Regions from separate parts of the Mus musculus genome. Here all the other regions are linked to region 2. The links are chromatin contacts, called in public HiCAR-type and HiChIP or PLAC-seq maps. All regions are on one chromosome and are shown on one strand. Each heading gives the region's core, a stretch centred on a gene start, on an enhancer-like site or on the middle of the called end of the contact. The rest is flanking DNA. Distances are from core to core; before and after follow the strand shown. Region 1 holds the start of Igf2bp1 (insulin-like growth factor 2 mRNA binding protein 1). Region 2 holds the start of Phb (prohibitin). Region 3 overlaps Fam117a (family with sequence similarity 117, member A). Region 4 overlaps Snf8 (SNF8, ESCRT-II complex subunit, homolog (S. cerevisiae)).

Region 1 (3,258 bases), core at 150-2,649, 340 kb before region 2:
CGCGTCCGGGACTCCCAGCGCGCGGCCCCCTCCCCCACCTCACAGACGGGGTGCGACCGCCCACGTGTCGCCCCTCGCCCAGTCCGGTCTTTCCCTCGGGCTCCCGGAGCCTGAGGATCCGGAACGCGTCGGTCCTAGCGGAGGGAAGGGACCTGGGCGGATCCACTTCCCCCTCCCCACGGGGAGGGGGGAGGGCCGCAGCCCCCTCCCCCGCTGCTCGCTTCCTCAAGCGCGGAGCGGAAATTACCCCCTCCCCGCCCCGGGCTGACCTGGGGACGTGGGCGGGGCCTCTGCACCCCCTCCCCCGGCGGCCTTCCAAAATCCAGCACCCCAAAACTAAGTTCTGAGACCCACAGCCTGCGCATGGACCATCGCTCAGTGCATCGCGGGTAGAGCGGACGCAGGCGGGCGACGCCACCTGTCCGCTCCTTGCGTGGGGAGGGCGAGGGGGACCTCGGAGCTCAACCCGGTCCCTCCCTTCTGAAGCCAACCCCTCCGGTTCGGGGTCGATCGGTGGTGCGACCACCCCTCGTCGTTTTTCCCCCACCCAGTTGATCTTCGAGGATGCTCTCGAGCCGGGTCGTGCAGGCTTTCCCCCAAGGATGCTGGAGTGTTGTCATCCAGCAGCTGGACTGGGTGCAAGCCAGCTTTTCTCCAGTGGGGATCCCGAAACATGATTTCCTGCGGGTCCCTCGTTTTCAGGCGCTGTCTCTCGTGTCCCGTGTCCGCAGCTTCCCGATCCCGCGCTCTCAGGGTCCCCTGAATCAGGACCCGGGAGGCCAGCGAAGTCTAGCGGTGTAGCGGGAAAGACAGTGACCCCCTACTTAGAAACGTAGAGGAAAGGCGTCTTTCCTTTTAAATAACCGGTTCCTGCGACCCCCTCCTGAAGACCCCAGAGTCCTCAGCTTCTCTTTGTCTGTCTCGGCAGTCCCCCGCCTGTCAGTCGCTAGCAGTTTGCCGGGGTGGGGTGGGCAGCCCAGTCTCCACAAAACGAATAAAAAAATTACCGTACATTTTATTCCTAAGAACTGGGGGGATTTGGGTCGCCACCGCCCTCCCCCCGCCACCCCCCCCCCCCGTGCAGGTCGCTGTGGGGGCGGGGCGCCGCTTTAGGGGCCAGGTTCTTGCAAAGGGGGAGGGGGATAGGAGAGCTGGGGGGGGAACTCTGCTTCCACTTTCCTGGTTTACCCGTGGGGTGCGCTGAGTGCCGCCCCCAAGATTGGAGACTGTTGGGTTGGTCCGGGTTGGAGGGCCAAGGGGCCCGGTGGCGTCGGGGGTCTTTCCCTGCAGGGTGGGTGGGGGCTGTCACCACGTGGCTTCGCCTTTTTTTTTTTTCCTGCTCCATTTTTTTTTTTTTTTCAAGTCGATTTTATTTAGAGGCGGCGCCAGGGCGGCCGCGGAGAAACGTGACACACCAGCCCGCTCGCAGGGGTTTCGGACCGAAGGGAAGGAGCCGCGCCGCGTCGTCGTCAGCCTCCCCTGCACTCGGCGGGCACTTCTCCCGGGCTCACCCAAACTCTCCCGTGACCCCCGCGTGCCCTCAGGCCGCCCACCCGCCCGGAGCTCCGGACAACTTCAGGGGTGGGGTGCGTAGAAAGTTTGCGGCTCCCGCCGCCCGTCTCCACGCCTCTCGGCCTAGGAGGCTCTCCGCCCGCGCCCGCCCGGCTCGGCCTTGCCTGGAACCGTGTCCTTGCCCCGCCACCGCCACCATGAACAAGCTTTACATCGGCAACCTCAACGAGAGTGTGACCCCCGCAGACTTGGAGAAAGTATTCGCGGAGCACAAGATCTCCTACAGCGGCCAGTTCTTGGTCAAATCCGGCTACGCCTTCGTGGATTGCCCCGACGAGCACTGGGCGATGAAGGCCATCGAAACTTTCTCGGGTAAGAGCGCGGCCACCTCCCCGGAAAACACACACACACACACACACACACACACACACACGAAATCCCGGAACAACGGGGACCTGCAGCTCCTCTTTTCCTTGCCGGCCAACTCTTCCCGGGTCCGGGAGGGCTCGGCCTCCGTCTTCGGTCCCCAGCCTCGCCCGGCCTCCCTCGACGCCTTCTCCCGGCGCGGAGATATTCGGGATTTCCTCACCCCTTCCCCCAGCCCGAGGCGCTCGTGGCGGCTCCCTACACCCCTCCCCACCGACGGGGCGGGAGCCCCGGTTGGCAACTGGTGGGGGTGGGGGTGGGGGTGTCTCACGAACACTGGGGTTCGGGTATAGGCGTGGTTTCCCCGATTCCCCCCCGCCCCTAGTCAGCCCCCCATGCGCTAGAGCACCCCCAAAGCCCCTGCCCTCCGTCCCGGGCCTTTCCAGGATGGGGGTTCGCGCACCTCAGCTCTTCCCGCTTTAACTAGGGACTAAGCCCTGAGGCAGGACGTGGGAGGAAGGGGCTCCCGCCTCCCGCCCAAGGCCTGGGGCTTGAGCCATTTTGATTTGAAAGTGGGGCGTGAGCCGGGTGGCGCGGCGGCGGTGGCGGTGGCGGCGGCGGGTCGCCATGCTGCTTCCCGAGACGCCGAGGCTGGGCCGAGAGGCGCGCGGCTACCGCGAGGGACCCTCCGCCCCGGGCCGCGCCGCCCCGGGGGCCCTCCGCTAGCCCTGTGGCCCCGACCCGGCCTGGTCGCCTAAGCCCTTCACCGTGGCTCTGCTGGAAAATAAAGTTTTAATTCTCTACTCCCGCCCCACTTCGCGAAACGATCCTGCTTTCGCCTGTCTCCTTCCTTCTACTTCTGGAGCCGCCGAAGCAAGCGCGCTCACACAAACGCTCACACCTTTCCCAAATCTGAGCAGGCTGCTCAATCAGCCCACGTGATTAATGGAAATAAAACGAAAAAAATTGAAGAAAAAAAAAAACCCAACGAAATTACGGGTTCTACCAAACCCGGAGCAACCTTTCCCCCCACAGGCCTCTGCAGCTGGTGCCTGGATTTCTAGGAGGCCCCAGGAACTCTAGAATTTAGCTAATGTCCCTTACTCACCCTTCCACCCCATCCCTCCCCCATTTCTTTACACTCATTCATCTCTTTTTTTTTTCTTTTTTTAAATCTTCAGGGAAAGTAGAACTGCAAGGAAAACGTCTAGAGATTGAACACTCAGTCCCCAAAAAACAAAGGTAGGAAAAGAGTTCCTTTTGGGAAACAGTAATATTTAGGGGTCCATAGCGTCTCCAGTGGAACAAACCCATTACTGGCCTTTCCACCCCCACCCCCAACTCCGGATGTTGGGGGCTGGGAGAGATTGGCTAGGATCG
Region 2 (3,400 bases), core at 408-2,907:
AATCAGCAAGGAAAAGAACTGTATGGTGGTGGAGGTGTATCACCACAATAGTGAGAAACTACTAAATGTTCCAAGCATCAGAAGGCTGAGAACCCCTGCCTAAGTGATCATAGGCCTCTGATGACTCACAACCAGTATGTGGGGTAGCAGGTGAGTCCCCCTTAACCTCACACACCTTCAGACAGCAGCTAGCATCAGGAATGTCAAATGGGCTGTAGAGATGGCAAAGCGGTTAAGAGCACTGACTGCTCTTCCAGAGGTCCTGATTTCAATTCCCAGCAACCACATGGTGGCTCACAACCATCTGTAATGGGATTCAATGCCCTCTGCTGGTGGGTCTGAAGACAGCGACAGTGTACTCATATAAATAAAATAAATAAATCTTTTTTTTTTTTTAAAAGGAATGACACATGGGCTATGCAGATCAACAGAAACTATGCAGAAAGCTCTTCCGCGCCTCACCATTATACAAAGCAGAGTTCACCACGCCTCCTGCAACTGCCAACGCCAGGCCGAACTTTCCAATGGACTCAAACACTTTGGCAGCCATGACTCCTTCTGTTGCTTCCACTCACACCTAAACACGGGGTAAACATAAAACACTTTGACACCAGATTCTCAGAGAAAGCCCGCTCTGAGGCACAGAGTTCATGTCTCAACATACATTTTCATATGTCTACACCTGTGGGCCCAAACTCACTCACTGAACGCCCCATAACACTGACCACCTTGCAAACTGTAGATCATGTCTGCGTTTGTGGACGTGTTTCTTTACAACCATTCAGAGAAAGAGTCTGCGACACTTGGCTCAGCGTAGGAACGGTGCTTTGTACCCACGAGGAACTTAGTACACAGAAAAACCACACTCCCTTTTCCTAGACCAATAGGCCACAAGCGAGACCGGTGCTACACGGCTGAAGCCAACAACAAAAAGGGCAATTTCTGTTAACATTTAAGTTACACGGTCTCCGACAGCCTTGTTTAACCTTCAGTTACTTTATGAAGGTTATGACTGCTGAAGTGCATAGAGAGGTTATACTCTTAAGTAGTAGAACCAGGGTTAGAATGAGAAGACCGAATTCTAGAAGACATTGTAGAACTCCTCCCCATACCAGTTAATAGGAAAGCAGGGGCTGGCAGGGGTGCAGCGAGGCAGAGCGGTGAAGGACTGGAGGTGGGGCTGCGGCGGGACGGGTGGGGGCACGTAGCTGACAAACTAGAAACCAGTTAGCCTTGAACTTTTTAATGTCCCGCCCCTGCGTCACCCTTGGTACAATCCTCAAACTCGCCCTCCCCTTTCTCAGACTTCAACTGCTTGTGTATCGGGATTTCTCCATGCACATTTATCCTCTGTCTCTGACATCCAGCTCTTTTTACTCCACCAGCTTCTGGATTTTTCCTCATCCTGTCCCCTCCCCTTGCACATTCCTAACTCCTTCTGGACCGAGATTTCCCCCTTCTCCACTAGGCGTACCCACACATGCATCCCATGCCCTCATTGTACATAGGAAAGCAGAGGCAGGCTACAGGGACATAGGACCAGAGGCCTCTACCGCTCCTACCACGCTTACCTGCTTTCACTCTGACCTCCACATGAATTCCCCAGCTCCGGATACTGCGCGTGCGCCAGGCAGCTCCTCCCCCCCCCCCGACCCCCGCCTCTTCAAGATCCGACCCTTCAATTGGTGAAGCCGAGCGACGTGCATTCTGGGAAACGTGTTTTGCAGTCTTCCGCGGGCTCTGTGGCTTTAATGAGGTCAACTACAACTCCCAAAAGATCATGCAGCAACGGGCTCTTTCAGGAAACCCGTTTCTGACTGGTGAGAACGGATGGGATGTTGCCGCAAAGCCTTTCGGGAGTTGTAGTTCCTTGGTAATATATGCACGTGCCTATTCCTCAAGGAGGTGGTTCCAGAAGCCGGAAGCAGACTGGATCGGAAAGGAGTTGGGCTTCCACTTGGTAGAGGAAATCACAAGGTGGTGAAGGAATGGGTGGGCATTTTGGATAAAGGTGAGGTAAAATAATTCATGCACTGAGAGACTGCTAGGGAAGTTAAGGACAGCCCTCAGGGACGTAAGATGTTGATCTTCCAAGCCACTCCATAACCTTAAAAACGGCTTAGAAAGAAGAGGAAGGGAGTCGGTCATTCAGGTCTTGCAATACTTCAGTAAAGGCTCTTGATTTAGGGTCTAAATCTCTGGGCATCTTTTTTTCCAAGTTATATTCGAGGAATTGCAAAAAAGGGACGGAGATCATGTGTATGGCTTCTCAAGTTCACCTGTTGTCAACAATTTGCGTATTTGTTGTTGTTTTTGTTCCATCTCCTCGCCTCCCTCCACTTTTCTCTTTCTCCTACTATTCTCTAAGATCAAGGATATCTATCCTCTTACTTTTTGTTTTGTTTTGTTTTTTGTTTTTGTTTGTTTGTTTGTTTTCGAGACAGGGTTTCTCTGTGTAGCCCTAGCTGTCCTGGAACTCACTCTATAGACCAGGCTGGCCTCGAATTCAGAAATCCGCCTGCCTCTGGCTCCCAAGTGCTGGGATTAAAGCGTCCGCCACCACGCCCGGCTACTATCCTTTTACTTAAGTAAATATTATCCATGTCTGCATTCCAATTTTGCCAATTAAGCAAATAGTGACTTTTATAGCATTCCTCTCCATGACACAAATCTAAAATGAAGTAGTTTATTTTTTTGGGCTTGTTGCTCCCGAAATACAAACTCTCCTGAGAATATCTGTAAAGAACATGAAAACCCCTGGCACTGTGGCGCAATGGATAGTGCATTGGACTTCTAAGAAAGACCTGCTCCTTATTCTTAGCTTAACTTTTATTTAAAAGATAAAATGCAATTTTAAATTTGCAATCGGTATTTATTTCTTATTAAAATATAAGAAGCCAGATATACATTTAAAAGAAAGGAAGAAAGAAAACGAACGAACGAACATGAAAGCAAGCTAGGTGCAGTGGTGCACGACTTCAATCCCAGCACCCAGGAGGCAGAAGCAGGTGGCATCTGAGAGAGAGAGAGAGAGGGAGAGAGGGAGAGAGAGAGAGAATGTGAAGACACAAGGAAGACTATTGGGGTGGAAGAGAGACTGGAAGGGCCTGGGGAGGGTAAATAAGGTGGTGAATATAAGTGAAATACTTAAAATTAATAAAACAAATACATTTTGTTAGAAAAAAAAAAGTGTGATGGCCGGGCAGTGGTGGTGCATGCCTTTAATCCCAGCACTTGGGAGGCAGAGGCAGGTAGATTTCTGAGTTTGAGGCCAGCCTGGTCTACAGAGTGAGTTCCAAGACAGCCAGGACGACACACAGAGAAAGGTCTCGAAAAACCAAAAAAAAAAAGTGTGAATGATGTTACATAACTCAAATGGGCAAGAATCAATCAACATACG
Region 3 (3,472 bases), core at 360-2,859, 300 kb after region 2:
TATTTGTTGTATTGTCAAACCATGCACTGACCCACTGGTCTTGGACACTAGTTTGGAAAACAGGCTCTGTGCCCAAGCCCTTATGCCCACAAAAACAAAAACAAACAAAAAACAAAACAATTTTTTAAAGGTCTGTGACGGTCACACTGGGTCATGTGCCATCAGGGAACACTGAGGCAGCAGCTCAGGGAAAGGCAGGACCCCTGCCCCTGATGCAGGAAAGACAGAAAGGAAGTCCTCTCCAGCCAGGAGGCTGCTCAGCCTCCGGCCTTTGGGATGCTCCCTGATGACGTCTGGTAAGAACTTAAGACTAAAGAAAAGTCAGAGGTAAATGGGAGCAGGAGTGGGGATCACAGAGGTTTCCCCACAATTAAGCAGAAATGGGGATGGAAAGAAGCGAGTGTGAGTGGAGCCAGGCAGGGGAGGTACCCGAGGTCCCTTCTGTGGGAAGGATGCCACCAGCTGGGGAACTTTGCTCAAACAGTCATCCCGGCTGTGGGAAGCCCACTTCCTCCCTCCAGAAGAGTACAAGGCTCATATACTTTGCCCAGTAAGAAGGGATAGAGGTAACCACAGCCACTGGCATGTGCTGCCATCACGAGCCCTGGCCAGGGCACAGCCACTAGGAGAGGCCAACTTAAAGCACTTGGTGGCCAGCTCTGGGTTCCCAGATGGCCTGGAGGAAGGGTGGGCCACAGAAGAGAAAACACACTCAAATAAACTGAGACAATTCTGAAAAACTTCTCTCAGACACAGGACTTCCTGCAGAAGATGGAGATGCCACAGGAAGTGGTGCTGGGGGGAGTGACTCCCTAGCTCTCGCTGGCCCTGTCTCAGGAAGCCACTGCTGGAAACACCTGTTCACACCTTTCACATTGGCCCTCTTGGCTCAAAGCAAGCCAGCTGGAAGTCTAGCTCAGAAGTACAGCATCTGGCTAGCATGTGCAGGCCCTGGGTTCCATCCCCAACATTGAAAAAGATACAAGCATCGAAGCCGTGGCCCCTCCCCAGGTGTCCCGGTTACACCCCTTCCTCCTTTCCAGAATAGCTGTTTTTGTTCCTCTTCCCTCATATGTGAGGAGCCTTGCTCCTACTCAGTCTACGGTTGTCTGAACATTGACTTGTACTTGACTGAAAACATGGAACATGGCCAGGAAGGGGATCCTGGGATCATAGCATTGCCATAGACCCAAGTGCTGAGCACTCTTCAATCTCTTCTGCCCTATGCACTAACAGGCCTGGAGCACACAGCACGCCCAGCTCTCTAAAGGCAGGTGCTCTGGGTCTGAGGCCTAGCTCTGACACTGGCTTGGAAGGAGCAAAGCCCTCTAGGGGAGGTTCTGGGAAAGAGCTGCTTAGCCTCAGCTGTAACTGAAAAGCACATTCCTGGGAGTGTCAGCAATGGCATAGCCTCTAACACAGGGAGGTTAGGCACCCAGGAGAACAGTAACAAGTACCTGCCATTAGGCTGGATGAAGCAGACCACGGAATGTTTCACTGCTATGGCTAGAGAGAAAGGGTGCGAGTGAGGGGCAGGGTAGGAATAGCTGGCTTGCTCAAAGCGACTGGGAAAGGTCTGGCATCCATCCACTCCTAACAGCTGAAAGGCTTTTAATGAACTCAGGATGTAGCTCAGTGGCAGAGCACAAGCACTTGCCTTGCCTGCCTGAAGCCCTAAGCTCTATCTATCTCCAGCATTACAACCCAACAAGCAAACCAACCAGACAGACAGACAGACAGACGGACGGACACACACACACACATACACACACACACAGAGGCATGCTTTCAAAGACCTTAATAGATCTAGATTCCCCACTCCCCTTTCCCTTCTCCACATTTCCTGAAAATTTCATCCATCCTCCTGGGTGATCTCTCGCTGTTCAGAAGGGATGCACAAGGCCTTCTGGGGAGATGGCAGTTGAGCCTAAAGCTTTCACAGTGTAATGCCAGTGCTAAATGTGGCAGCTTGTACCAGGCACAGGAGCCTCAAGCAGTAATTTGAGTGGAACCCAAGCCTAGGAGCAGAAACTTCCCTGAAGAGCAGGCCTGGGAGATGGGCAGAGCACATACTTGGGGTTGGATGCTTACACCGATCAGAATCCTCCCACCTCTTGCCTGCAGCCACAATATTGACAGGTTGCTAAGAGTTCCTCGAGCGAGGGCTGGAGCCCATCCCGGGAAAGAGGAAAGCTCGAGGGCTGGGCCTTGCCAGACCCATGGAGGCACATCGCTGACCTCTGTCTCGCTGTGGCAAGGAGCCCAGACTTGTTATATAAAAGATCTGGCCTGCAGCTGGAAGCCGAAGCAAAAACACGCAGCTCAGAACCCAGGCCACTCCAACTTGGCCAGAGAATGTCTGAGGCCAGCCCTGCCTGGGGTGACAGAGAGAAAGCTCCATGAGAAATAGGACAGCCACTGGACAGAGGCTGGCAAACAGGAAATGACCGAGGTAGGGATACGCTGCCTGATGTCTAGCAAAGCAAGATGCTCATGCATCCACCTACTTGAAGCAACATCAAGGTCCACCCCTGCAGGAAGCCCTCCGTGATTTACTACATTATCTGGCCTGAGCCATAGAGAAAGGAGTGTGTACTGCCAGGCTCACGAGGGATGAAGCATGCCCCTGTCTCCTTATCTAAGGATAAAGGGAGACCAGTGCAGGCTCCCGGAGAGCGCCTGCTCCCCTTCACCTCCTTCCTGCACTTCTACAGAGGACTGGCCATTGATATCACCTTACTGCTTTAACCTTGTTTCAATTCTTTTTGATACAACAAGGGGCATTTCTGGAAGACTCTTGCTCCTCTAGACTTTGCCAGACATCAGCCCCATGACATCCCTTGGTTGTCTGTTCTCGGGCCTTCAGGCAACTGGAAACCAGGCTCAAAGAAACCAAATCTTGTAACCATTGGAAAGGAGAGGGTGTTCAAATGTTCATTAGACACATTTGAAAGTGGATCTCATAAAAAGAAAGGAGCTGGTGGGATGAGCTGAGGAGGCAGAGCGAGCTGCATGGAGCATGGGGGTCCATACGACCCGGCTGTCATGCAACATGGATGGGGGCAGACTGGATACACTCTACACAGCAAAGGAAGAGCTGCCTCACCCCTTCTTGTCCTGTTACCCAGAATGAAGGGCTGGGCCAAGCTAGGTGTTCTTCCCTGCAAGTTGAAGAGGACTCAGCTTAAGCTGCCCCCAAAGGGAGCCTGGCTCTTACCAAACTTAAATGCTAAGAAGACTGAAATCCTAGGTCAGACTAAGAAACTTCTTTGGGTAATTTCCAGATGAGATTGACTTTTTTGCTCAAGTTAACAAATCTTATCCAAAAGATGGACACATGGGCTGGATGGTCTGTGGAGATCCCTTCCAAGGGCAGGACTGTTCATGAAAACACAGGAGAGAAAGCTGGGCTGTGCAGGACTCGGATGCCCTGGAGCAGCTCTGGCCTGGCTGCTGGCAAGGTGTAGCTCTT
Region 4 (3,491 bases), core at 542-3,041, 380 kb before region 2:
AGTAGTCAATGAGGGTGGTTTTCTTGGGGTGGAGCACGGTAAGACTAATGCTAGTCCCTATTTTGTTTAGCTGTTACGTCTGTAGTCCCTGTCCTCCCTTCTGTCCTACCCCCATCCCTGGGGATTTGTGAGCATGGACAGCCAATGGCTCGAGGGATTGTGGCTGGGACTCTGGAGACTTCTCCCTTTATCTTTCCCTCTTTGTCACTGGAGCTGTTCCTTTCTTTGAATTTAGCTACAGTGACCCTTCAGCTGGTTGAGTAAGGATATGTGTTTTCAGTGGCTCTGGGTTAGAAGAACCTATCCTTCCCAGGTTGATACAGTTCACACTTTTCAGGGTTGCTGTTCTGGCTTCCAGTGGATGGTTAGTGATCCACATGATACAGGCCTTCTGGTCAGTGTCCAGCCCTGAGAAATGGAGAGAGCCACCTGCCCTGCCCGCTGCTATAAAGGTCTCTGACTTGTGGATCATGGGACTCCCTTGCAGAGATAGGGAGAAGATAGGGCACAAAGAGGGACCTCTTGGGAGGGCAGAAAGCAGAGAACTGGACAGGGACAGGTCACTTGGGGAGCAGTTTTGTTTTGGCTACATGGTGGCTGGGTCATGTGGAGGTTTGAAAGGGGACTCTGCTTCCAATTTCCCTCTTCCATTCCCAGAGCTAGTCCAGGGCTGAGGATGCCTTTGGTCTGTGGGTCCAGTGTTGTCTGTCATCCATTAAGTGTTCCCACTTTCAAGTGACAATCTTCTCCTTGGCCCTGCCATGGGGCAGAGCATGTCCGGCATAGCAGCCTGACTTTTATGCCCTGGTTTTAAGTTGAGGAAATATATGCACAGGAGTCAAAGAGATGTCTTTATATCTGACTGTACATAAATGAAGTTTTCTTTTTTTCCTTTTTGGTGCAATAAAGTTTGTTTTGGCAGAAGGAGGAAGCGCCTGTGGGTGTGGGAGGGTTTGTGTAAAGAAACGGAGTCACCTGGGCCAACCTGTCAGGAAGGAGTTTTTTGGCAGCTGAGTAGATGCATCTGTGGAAAGAACTACTTGTGGTGGGTTCCCTATCATTTGGAAGTGCAGGGCTATACTCTCAGCAGTCAATGACAGAACAACTAACCCTGAGTGGATACCAAAAGTAGCTTTCAAGATTGGGCGTGAGCATGTCCTGTGAGGGCAGATGGGAGTCAAGATGGGCCCAGGCTACAGGATGTCAGTGTGGAAAAGCCACTGTATTTGTGTCCAGATATTGACCCAGCACAGATCTGACAAGCTTGTAAGACTGGGTTATAAACTCTAAAAAGCCTTGTTTCCATTACCATCTCATTCAAATGCTGTGAGAGAATTTTGCTTTCTAACAGAAGGTGTTTCCTCTTGATTGATCATGAGTGCAGAAAGAAATAACCAGTGCATGTTCTGTCCTGCCAGCCTGTACTGTGAGTGCAATGATAGGGTAACGTGGGCTAGTAGAGCCTGGCTCTAGCTTTGGCACTGCCTCTGGCATTCACTCCCCTTTGAGCCAGATAACTGCTTAAGACGGTTGCTGTAAGGACAAATGGACAGTGTATATAAAAGAACAGGGTAGGTACTCAGCAATTCCCCACCTTGACCTGGTCAGGAAACAGTAAGGAATTTGGACAAATTACTGAACTGCAGTGGAACTGTTCCAGTTAAGTGCACCGCTTGCTTTCCTCTACCTAACACCAGACTTCAGTTTCCTTCACATAGAAGACTGCAAGACAAGTCACAGAGCAAAGTCTGCTAGGGTGGAAAGGAAATGAGGAAGAGCTTGAATTGGTGAAGTGGTGACTTGTTTCACAGCTATAATAAGGCTAGCCACAAGAAGCTACATCTTGGCCCAGCCCTGAGTCTAGATGTTTTACACAAGTCATTTTACATGTTGCTCAGGTTATCCTCACTGGATAAAAGAGGCTTCCTCCAAAACAGATGAAATGTGAAGGCACTTCTAAAAATAAATACTGGGGGAACAAAAAAATAACTTGGAATGAACTTTTTTTTATAAACAAAGTTGTCCAGGTTTATTCACAGACAGGGCATCTTCTGGCCTGCTGCTGTCTACCCCTCCACACTCAGTCAAGGGAAGGCTTCTTTGGCCTCCTCAGCTGATATCTCCTGGGAGTAGAGATCTGTGAAAAGAGCTGGCAGCCAGTAGTGGGCCTCCCCTGGAGCCTGCAGATCCAGCCAGGCCAGTCCTTCCTTCAGCAGGTGTTCCTGTTGGAAGAAACAGGACTGATATGAGAAAAGGGAGAGTAGTTATATTTGGGGAGCTAAGCAGCCCCCATACTTTAACTTTTGGGAAGTTTTCAGACAACTTACATGTGCCTTCATTCGTTCACACACCCAGAAGGAATTATGTTTGGCTTTGGCCAAGGCCTGAATGTTCAGCTGCAGTACAGTTGAAGTTAGTGAAAGAATGCAATGCTCCAACAGTGTATGCTGACACAGGGTCGAAGTCCCTGCCTCTGTCTCACTCCCCAGAGCAAGTGGAGATCAGTGTTCTGGATGGCTTTCAGATACTTTGCAGGGAGCAAATAGGAAGCACTAAAACTACAACTGACTCAGTTCCTAAGATAAGCTGTTGACTGTCCAACACATTTTAGGCACATATTTTCTCTCATTTCACAGAAGTGCAAAGACATGCTGAGATAAGGAAAAGGTACTGAAACACTGTTCATTCTGCTCTCTCTTCTGAACCTAAGTGTTTCACTAGTGCAAGCCTTTATATGCAAAATTATCCACCATATAATTTAATATGTAGTTTGTAATTACAGATAATTATCTCGTGGTTACCAATTCCCTTTGCTCTGTACTATTTTCAGTGCAAACTATATTTGTCATGCCCCTGATCAAGAGCTCCAGGTTCTATGTCTTTAGGAAAGTTGGTGGGTACCACTGGTCCCTCAGTAGCAAGTGTGCATTATCAAGGAAGAGGCCAGCTTTAGGGAAGTTCTGCCTTCTCAGTGTTACTGACAGATGCTGGGCTTCTTGATACAAAGTTAAGAGGGAATAAAGTAAGTCTGTCTCTAAACCCCAGGACCATCTGTCACATACCAGCACTTGCCGTGCTCGCTCCGTCTCCCATTTAAGACTGGTTTTGATTTCACTGACAGTCACATACCCGTTTTTCTGGAGGAAGGAATAAAGAGGAACTAAATCAGTTAAGAGTGCTGCCTGGAGCCCAGCACATGCCTAGAAGTAGGACATATATCTGGACAGGCTGCCCTTAAACAAGCCTGAGCATGCAGGAAAAGAATGTGAAAGTTCCTAACAGGTGACTTTCAGAATGGAGAGACTGTCGAGTTCATCCTCAAAAACTGGGTCCAGGGGCTTGGGGAGATGGCTCAGTGGTTAAGAGCGCCGACTGCTCTTCCGAAGGTCCCAAGTTCAAATCCCAGCAACCACATGGTGGCTCACAACCATCTGTAACGAAATCTGATGCCCTCTTCTGGTGTGTCTGAAGACAGCTAGACTGTACTTACA

Evidence for each region. HiCAR-type assays count read pairs that join an accessible place to other places. HiChIP or PLAC-seq counts read pairs in DNA pulled down with a chosen protein or histone mark.
Region 1: a contact with region 2 is called in an H3K4me3 HiChIP or PLAC-seq map of bone marrow-derived macrophages, with 4 times the contacts expected there. The contact joins the promoter of Igf2bp1 here to the promoter of Phb in region 2. A contact is called at or near these places in 1 of 39 promoter capture datasets (HPC-7-derived erythroid cells), 1 of 484 Hi-C or Micro-C datasets (peritoneal macrophages) and 6 of 115 datasets of contacts at active chromatin or transcription factors (bone marrow-derived macrophages, cardiomyocytes, embryonic limb bud and 3 more).
Region 3: a HiCAR-type map of astrocytes shows a contact between it and region 2, with 2.2 times the contacts expected there. The contact joins the enhancer-like site here to the promoter of Phb in region 2. A contact is called at or near these places in 1 of 39 promoter capture datasets (the 3T3-L1 cell line), 6 of 484 Hi-C or Micro-C datasets (the AML12 cell line, cardiomyocytes, extraembryonic endoderm stem cells and 3 more), 4 of 115 datasets of contacts at active chromatin or transcription factors (astrocytes, bone marrow-derived macrophages and memory CD8 T cells) and 2 of 9 other capture datasets (adipose tissue and embryonic stem cells).
Region 4: an H3K4me3 HiChIP or PLAC-seq map of bone marrow-derived macrophages shows a contact between it and region 2, with 6 times the contacts expected there. The contact joins the enhancer-like site here to the promoter of Phb in region 2. A contact is called at or near these places in 1 of 39 promoter capture datasets (neural stem cells), 5 of 484 Hi-C or Micro-C datasets (B cells, embryonic stem cells and stem cell-derived neural stem cells), 4 of 115 datasets of contacts at active chromatin or transcription factors (the SCID.adh cell line, astrocytes, bone marrow-derived macrophages and 1 more) and 1 of 9 other capture datasets (liver).

What each region holds. Positions count from the first base shown.
Region 1 is chr11:96,004,085-96,007,342 of GRCm38.p6, reverse strand. Igf2bp1 (insulin-like growth factor 2 mRNA binding protein 1) reads left to right here and starts at 1,399. Exons shown (of 15, transcript NM_009951.4): 1 at 1,399-1,884; 2 at 3,060-3,120. The coding sequence starts at 1,710.
Region 2 is chr11:95,665,214-95,668,613 of GRCm38.p6, reverse strand. Phb (prohibitin) reads right to left here and starts at 1,657. Exons shown (of 7, transcript NM_008831.4): 1 at 1,572-1,657; 2 at 463-577. The coding sequence starts at 550.
Region 3 is chr11:95,364,583-95,368,054 of GRCm38.p6, reverse strand. All of the region lies in intron 2 of Fam117a (family with sequence similarity 117, member A), which reads right to left. Among named protein-coding and RNA genes, the nearest start is that of Slc35b1, 19 kb to the left of the region's middle. Within about 2 kb of position 1,609, at least 136 of the 459 cell types and tissues checked have an H3K27ac peak or open chromatin away from gene starts, as enhancers often do. A contact at or near this core is called in adipose tissue, astrocytes, forebrain and 1 more, where this site is marked.
Region 4 is chr11:96,045,926-96,049,416 of GRCm38.p6, reverse strand. Snf8 (SNF8, ESCRT-II complex subunit, homolog (S. cerevisiae)) reads right to left here. Exons shown (of 8, transcript NM_033568.3): 7 at 3,063-3,137; 8 at 1,987-2,222. The coding sequence ends at 2,085. It overlaps Ube2z (ubiquitin-conjugating enzyme E2Z), which reads left to right. Exons shown (of 7, transcript NM_172300.3): 7 at 1-1,986. Among named protein-coding and RNA genes, the nearest start is that of Snf8, 13 kb to the right of the region's middle. Within about 2 kb of position 1,791, at least 20 of the 459 cell types and tissues checked have an H3K27ac peak or open chromatin away from gene starts, as enhancers often do. A contact at or near this core is called in B cells and bone marrow-derived macrophages, where this site is marked.